Regions from separate parts of the Sparus aurata genome. Here region 2 is linked to region 1. The links are chromatin contacts, called in public Hi-C maps. All regions are on one chromosome and are shown on one strand. Each heading gives the region's core, a stretch centred on a gene start, on an enhancer-like site or on the middle of the called end of the contact. The rest is flanking DNA. Distances are from core to core; before and after follow the strand shown. Region 1 holds the start of tmtc2b (transmembrane O-mannosyltransferase targeting cadherins 2b). Region 2 holds the start of LOC115586239 (protein FAM180A).

Region 1 (3,725 bases), core at 338-2,837:
AAACAATGTTTGTGTAATAACCTCATTAACGTTCTCTTCTCCAAACCTACACAGTGCCCCTTTAATATAAACACCTGCTGGCACGTACAGCTGTTTAACATCCACTCCTAATATTTATGTCTCTTTATTAATCAACCTTTATTAGCTGGGAAATAACGGCAGGAGGAAAATAACGATGCCTCTGACCCACATCAAGGCATGGGGGCTGCATTAATGAGCCCGAGGCTCTGACAACCATCCAGCCATCAAATATCAAAAGGCCAGCTATGAGTAATGCATTACCCCGCTGAACCCGAGCACCGAGCTCCATCCCTCAAACTGATGGTTTCAAGCAGAGGGTGACAACTCGCCCGTTCATTTTTTTCGAGAAGCGGATTCAAAACAAAACACTTTCAGCAGGCTGCACATTCAGAACAGTTTGGGACTCGTTCTGCGGAGCACGAAGACATAATTTCTCCTCCAGAGATCAATTATTTCCTCCAGTGCAACTCAGAGACTCGGAGAAAGTTCAGACTCTGGAGGCTGCAGCACTTTGCGTCGAGGCTATGTACTTATGATTTCACTGCTCATCCTGCAAAATAAAAAATAAAAACGACCCCCCTCCTGCTGCAGGGAACATGACAGGAATATGTGGCAACAGTGTAAGATCACAACCGCGTGAACCCTCCAGAAAACAAGTGTCTGCAGGAGACAGGAATGCAGTGATTCTTAAGTTTCTGGCAAGCAGAAGAAGTAAAAGAACACCAGGAAGAGCACTGCATCACAATATCGATTCTACTGGTGATCTGATAATCACCCTAAGGGGCTGACTGGTTTTTATTAATGACAGGCTGTCAGTGCCAGGTGCTGCGGGTGCACCGAGACACTGCTCATTCAGAGCTATGTTATCACAATGAATGAATGAATGAATGAGAGCAGGTCGGTGATGCCATGCTGTGGTGTATCAGAGCCGATGCAGAGGCACACAGTGGGGACAGCGGTGTTAGTAACACGGGGGGCTGGACGTCATTCATTCAACACCAACAAGTACCTGTCATCGTAGCAGAAATCGGCGCCCAGCGTGTTGACATACAGGACCAGAGCCACGGCGCCGCACAGCAATTCTGCGAACATTTCTCTGTCTCGCACACACGCGGAGGGTGGGGGGGAAGTAATGAAAAAAATAATAATGATAGTAAAAAAAATAATAATAAAATAAAATCAAAACAAAAGAGATGCGAAGCGAGACAGAGAGAAGGCAGCAGCGAGTTCCCGATCTCCCTCTTCAGTCCCCGTCTTTGTCAGGATGTCTTCGCGAAAACAAGTCCGGCTCCCCCCCCATCATCCTCGCTGAAGTGCACAAAGTGGATAATCCATAAGGTCGCTCCTTGTCCTGTCCTCTCCTCTGTCCTGTCCTCTGTCTCTAACCCATGTTGAGTGGGAGCTGTTTTATCCTGCTGGGAGTTGGACAGGAAATAAAGGACGAGCGGCGTTCAGTGGATGTGTGACAGCAGCAGAGGCAGCAGCAGCGTTCAGCACGCCTTCCCTCCCGACACACAGGAGGAGGATCAGCGCTCTGATGCTCAGCGGCCGCTGCCGGATCAACGACGTGAGCCACACCGACGTCAAGACAGCCTCAATGACGTATGCCACTTCCGGCAGGACTTTCTCAATAAAGCACGTTGCTAGAGCTCACACGTTATGGGCGACACATGGTGAGAAGAGAAGGTTTGCGTCTGGTTTTATGACATTAAAGCCCTCTGTTAACCGCATCAGGACAGAAAAAACCAAACATTTTTTTGACAATGTATGAACTTGAATTTCCTATTATCTCTGCCATTTGCACCTTATACATTTTAGTGAAATGTAGCCAGTCACCCAGCTGCATAAGTTGATATTTAACATGTAATGCAGTTAATAAAAAATATTCATATTATATTCATATCATAAACTCGTTTTTTTTTCAACGATACATTAAGATTACGTGACGTGAGATTACATGTTCAATGTCTACAGGTGAAATTCATTTTGCCCAGGTCAGGACGTTACAAATAGACAAAACCTAAATATATAAGATACACATCATTTTTAAAAACGTGATTCTAAAAGGTAAATCACCTTTAATCATGTCCCTTGTTAAGTAGTTATAAAGGTATGCTTTAATTTTGATATGTACCTGCTTCACTTCCGCCTCTGCTCCTGCTGTCTCTTGGTCGTTGACGCAGCCACGATCCATGTGGTGTGGGAGATCTGAAGCGCATGCGCGCTGCGCCACCGACGGAGATGGGGATAAATCACAGCACATGATGCTGAGATCAGTTGGTTAAGGGTCACTTGCTACCACTAACAGCAGTTCATAGTATGGAGGTGGTCCTCGCTGTGACGTTCAAGGACATCCAGGAGTCGTACAGGTGGGTGCTGTGGACTCTCTGAGCAGAATCCTGAATATTTGATTTATTTTCGTTATTATCTCCTTCCCTGGGGCTTACACTGTAATTAGTGGAATATGATTTCAAACAGTAATGTCATTCTGATCATCAACCAAATACAGCACATCATGATAGAGGCTGATATGTATATATCTTTGTCTTCAATTAGACTCATAATGATTAAAACCAGAGGCTAGAAAGTATAACAGCAGTGTGAAATCATCCAGTGTGTTGAGGATGATTTAAGTGAACCATCATCAGGCCTTCAGCACTAATCTGGCCTCAATAAACTGAACGTGAATGCATAAAACAGCAGTTATGAATTGCATTTTATGTTTTTTTTGTTTGTTTGTTTGTTTGTTTTTTTTTTACTTCTGTTTAGTGATAAAAAGAGAGAACTGTTTAATTTTAAAGTTTCTTTACAGTTTGCCTTTTGTCTAAAAATCCTGGTTTTGTGAGTGGAGTTCAGTCACAGCAGAGACCATCTCAATCGAAAACACTGGTTGTCTTTCAGATCAAATCTCAAAGGGACGAGACCTTTTTTAGGTGACATGTGCGTCACACTGGCTACTGGCGGTCTCTTCAGTGTGTCACTATAGTGATTGCTTTCCACTGATTTAGCTTTGAGCAGGCTACAAGATGAGTGCACAGATCAGCTGACCCCACAGCGGCCAGTAGAGGGCTCACAGTGCATGATGTCTGTGGGGATGGTCATTACTTCAGCCTCTGTTGTACCAACTTCATCGTCCTTAATGAAAAATAAGACTGTTTCAGTTGATGAGGGATGATTATCCCATCAGCCCAAAATGGCCCATTTCAAATACTAATAGAATAAAATAACACAAGTGTTCCTTTCCATGATGAGTGCAATGTCTGGTAGTTATTATACTTTTCTAGATTGGATCTTTTATCATCAATTTTAGGATGAACAGCGTGTTTTAATTTCCAAAATCAATACGCAGCATATTAGAATGAGAGTTCTTTATGTTCCTGGCCGTTAAAATGTTCCTGGACTCGTCTCCACGGAGGATATTACACAATATAAAGATGTAAGGCGGCAGCGGCGAGGCGAGGGGGGGAAAAAAAAAGTGCTCCACAGACAAAGCAAGTAGCCTGGCCCACTGCATATTGATTCAGAGTTGTTTCAATAGACAGGCCCCCATCTGTCGGAGCAGACTTCAATGTGGCCTTTCACAGGGCAGCAGCAGGACACTTCCATGTAACACATTTCAGGAATTAATTAGACTGATCAGAGCGGCCGACACAACACTTTTGCCTCTAGATTAAATATCCGAAAAAATAAATGATTCAAACATA
Region 2 (3,725 bases), core at 711-3,210, 160 kb before region 1:
TTATGTAGTGTAGATGAAAAGATGAAAAACAGATGGAAGAAAAAAATTGCAGAGGAAATCACGCAGACAAAAATCTAGACGGATAGCTACCCTGTCACGCAGACTTGGAGGAAGCGGTAGAGTTCGTGACTGAACTGGACAGTGCCGTTAGATGTCATCTATTTAGTCTGCAGCAGCACAATCCAAACCATTAAACATGTACAGTTTTGTCTGGAGTAAAGATGTTGTGACCAGAGAGAGAAACAAAATCAAGAAGACCATTAGATGTCTGAGCCAGAGTCAACGACCCAACCGCCAACTCTTTTTACTTCTTGCCACTGACTTGGTGTCAGAAGCAGCAGGCTCGACAAGATAATGATCTTTTAATAGACTGCTGCAGGATCAGATAATCCACACGAGTCAGTTGTAATGTTTAGATAATGATCGCCATTAATCTATGTTCAATAAGGCCAATAAGAGCTGGCACTGTAGCGATGATTACTTTCTCTCTTTAGGGGTCCTCCAAACTGCCACGATTAAATAAATCTATGTTCTAGTAAAAAATACTGATGAAAGTGTTTCAACATTACTGCTTAACCTTCAAACAATCCAGTTGTCCACATCTGAATGCACTGCAGAGTGCTTATTTTCGGAGCAATTTTGATGAACCTAAAATTACGCACATCAGTAAAACTGCACTAAGCATTTCATGTGTTTACCAGCTGGGCTCTGTATCAAAGGGATAACAGAGGACAAATATGTGCTTCTGATGACTCTCAGTGCTTTAATGTTGCTCATGCTTCCTGTCAGTGGAGAAGTGTCCCCAGCCATAAAACAAAACAAAAAAAATCCAACATCTGAGTTATTTCGCCGCCATGTCATCCCTGGATCTTAATTTCTGTTCATGTCTCGGTGAACGATAGGACCAATAACATTTGATCAAACCATCAAAGATCCCAGCTGATGAGACGAAGGCGGTTCATGACAGGAGCAGGCCTGGATATCTCAGCGGCATGCTTTTCATTTCACTTGAGGAATATGAGTTTCCTCTGTCAGATTGTCTTTAGATCCCCCTGCTCCTCCTTTTGTATTAGAAACAGGTGCGGTTGACATCTGAACTTAGTAGAGAGATGATGATAAAAGCGTGCATTGAATAAATGTGCGCTTCAACTGAAAAACACAGTATTCCTCTGACGAATGAGTGAGACGGCACTTATTTAGTACTTTTTGCATTGCACCGTTCTGGATTCTGCTCTGAAAAAACAAAACAATGGGGTTGATGTAGACGGATCATTTCCCACTCATGTAGGAGGGCTGCAGAGATAAAAATATTCTCCTGTCCAATACACATAATGAGGTCATCCCTATTACAATATGCTATGCTTGTACAAGATTTTGTTAATTTGCATATTTTTTTATGAATCAATATTATGTTACACTAACCAAAGTACACTCAGCCTACAGCCAAGACTCATTCAATCACGGCGCAAAAACATCATTAACACTGTATAAATAACTGACTTATGCGTGAAATTCTCCTGTAGCCAAGACTCACATGAAAAAGAGATCGAATAACGTTCACACTGCTCCGAAATATATTCTGCTCTGTGAAGAATCATGTAGAGAAAACTGGACTCTACAAACTGAAATGTTTGCTGACCTGCACTCCAATATCACACCTCAGCTCATGTCTTACCTTTAGCCTGACACTGCGTACCACCTGTTTTGATGCAGCAGTAGAAAAGACCAACGATGACCATCCTCCAAGGCAGCATGGTGGCCTGATCACTCTCACGCCGTTAACCGCATGTATCGCCTGCCACTGTGTCTCTGCCTGTCAGCACCCAGGATGCTCCTCTGTTGCATTTATTCCCCTCTCTTAACTCTGCCTCTGCAGCCTCGCACAGCACCAGACTGTGCACTTTCCTCATCACTTATGTTCCCTCACCCCATCCTGTCCTCGGGACTGTGTTTCTCCCCTCCTCCCATCCACATCTGATCTTTCTCTCTCTCTTTCTCTCTCTTTCTCTCTCTCTCTCCTCTGACTGTGCACCTCGTCTCTTAAAATGCTTTCAGCTGCTTGTCACCAGGTTCACAGACAGTAAAACAATCATTTTCCCATCACTTACGGGTATTGAATTAAAATCCACTGTTGTGCTAATGCAAGTCAACAGTGCATCACCTCCAACCCGGCCGCCAGAAGAAATGCTTCAGTTGTTGTGGCAACGCTGTGCTGAAGGTTTCGGTTTGGTTAGGCACAAGAAACACTCGGTAAGGGTTATGCACAGATCGGGTTTTGGCAGCCAGTTAAGCGACAGCTGGAAAATGCCTCAATGGTTGCTAAAATTAGCCAGTTTTTGTCAGTTAAAACAGGAAGAAATCTGGTCTTGAACATTTTTGCGCCCAGTCACCAGAAAAAAATGTGAGCACATTTCTGCAAAGCGCTAGCATGACCACATTTGTATGTGTTGCATTGACAATTCACCTTTCATTCATGTTTATGACCTAACTTCAATATCCATCTTGGAGGTGGAGATACATACAGACAGCCAAGTCACTGACTGCAGTTCGAGGATGCATTTCAACATTATGGTTATGGTTAACATTAAAGTTATTTTTAAGGATACTTCTGGGCCAATTCCATCCATGTTTGTTGTGATAAAACCAGGTGTTTTTGACCAGATGTTGTAATGTCTTTAGCCGCATTTGAGGTGACCAAAACAGATATTTTAAGCTAAGACATGATCTTTCCCTAACCCTAACCACGTGATTTTTCTGCCTAAACCTAACAGTATTGTCACAATATGAAATTTAGATAATTGAACCTAAGGAAACAATTAACAGCTAAAAAATCGCGATCTCGATTCACACATACACGTGATCTTATTTCTACAGATAGCAATTATGGAGCATTTTATATCTCGAGCTGAATCACAAACAAATGCTCCTATTTTCCTCCTGGATTTTTCGAAGCGCCTCCAAACGCAGCACTGCCGCTGCCTCCTCCCTCAACCTGTGGTAAAGCATCTTTACAACATGGGATTCAGCGGAGGAAGCCCGCCTGCAGTTAAGTGTTTGGAAGGAGTGAGTGACAGTGAGTGTTTTAGACGGGGCAGCAAGCCGCCAATCTGCCCGTCTTTTGGGCAGCTAGGTCCACGGTTTTAGACAGAGGGCGGCAAATTGAGGGTCTGTTTAGGTCCGCCGATTTGCAACCTCAGAGGGTACACTTATTTCCACCTCGCCTGCTAGTTAAGCAACTGAAAAAATCATTTCTCATCCAATGATAGAACTTGAACAAAACAAAAAAAACCATTGCTTTATGCCTCTGCCATACTACAATGTTTTTTTACTCATCAGTGCAATAAACATTTTGTGAAAAAATCGTGCAAGAGAATCGTGATCTCAATTCTACGCAAAAAAATCATGATTCACATTTTTTCCAGAATCGTGCAGCCCTAATCCATGGTTTGCTGAAACATCTGGCATCCCTCTCCCCTGTCCCACCACACCATCCTCCTTATCCTGCCGAGAAATACGAGTAATCTGAACGTATAATGATAAATACTGTAGAAATGTTGATGTGATATACAATTGCAACATTTCAGTCTGGTGACTCTGCTGTCCAGTCATCATTTTAGATTGAAATGACGATATAGTTTGGTCATTATCTCTCTGCTCAGCTTGTCATGTAAAGTATTTTGTGCCTGTCAGACACATATATTGTTACTTTCTTTAAAACAATGTTG

Evidence for each region. Hi-C and Micro-C count contacts between places; a contact is called where the count stands out from the background.
Region 2: a contact with region 1 is called in a Hi-C map of an unstated tissue, with 5 times the contacts expected there. The contact joins the promoter of LOC115586239 here to the promoter of tmtc2b in region 1. A contact is called at or near these places in 2 of 2 Hi-C or Micro-C datasets (skeletal muscle and an unstated tissue).

The regions. Positions count from the first base shown.
Region 1 is chr8:24,645,751-24,649,475 of fSpaAur1.1, reverse strand. tmtc2b (transmembrane O-mannosyltransferase targeting cadherins 2b) reads right to left here and starts at 1,587. Exons shown (of 12, transcript XM_030426122.1): 1 at 1,031-1,587. The coding sequence starts at 1,113.
Region 2 is chr8:24,810,042-24,813,766 of fSpaAur1.1, reverse strand. It overlaps LOC115586239 (protein FAM180A), which reads right to left and starts at 1,960. Exons shown (of 3, transcript XM_030425087.1): 1 at 1,676-1,960. The coding sequence starts at 1,754.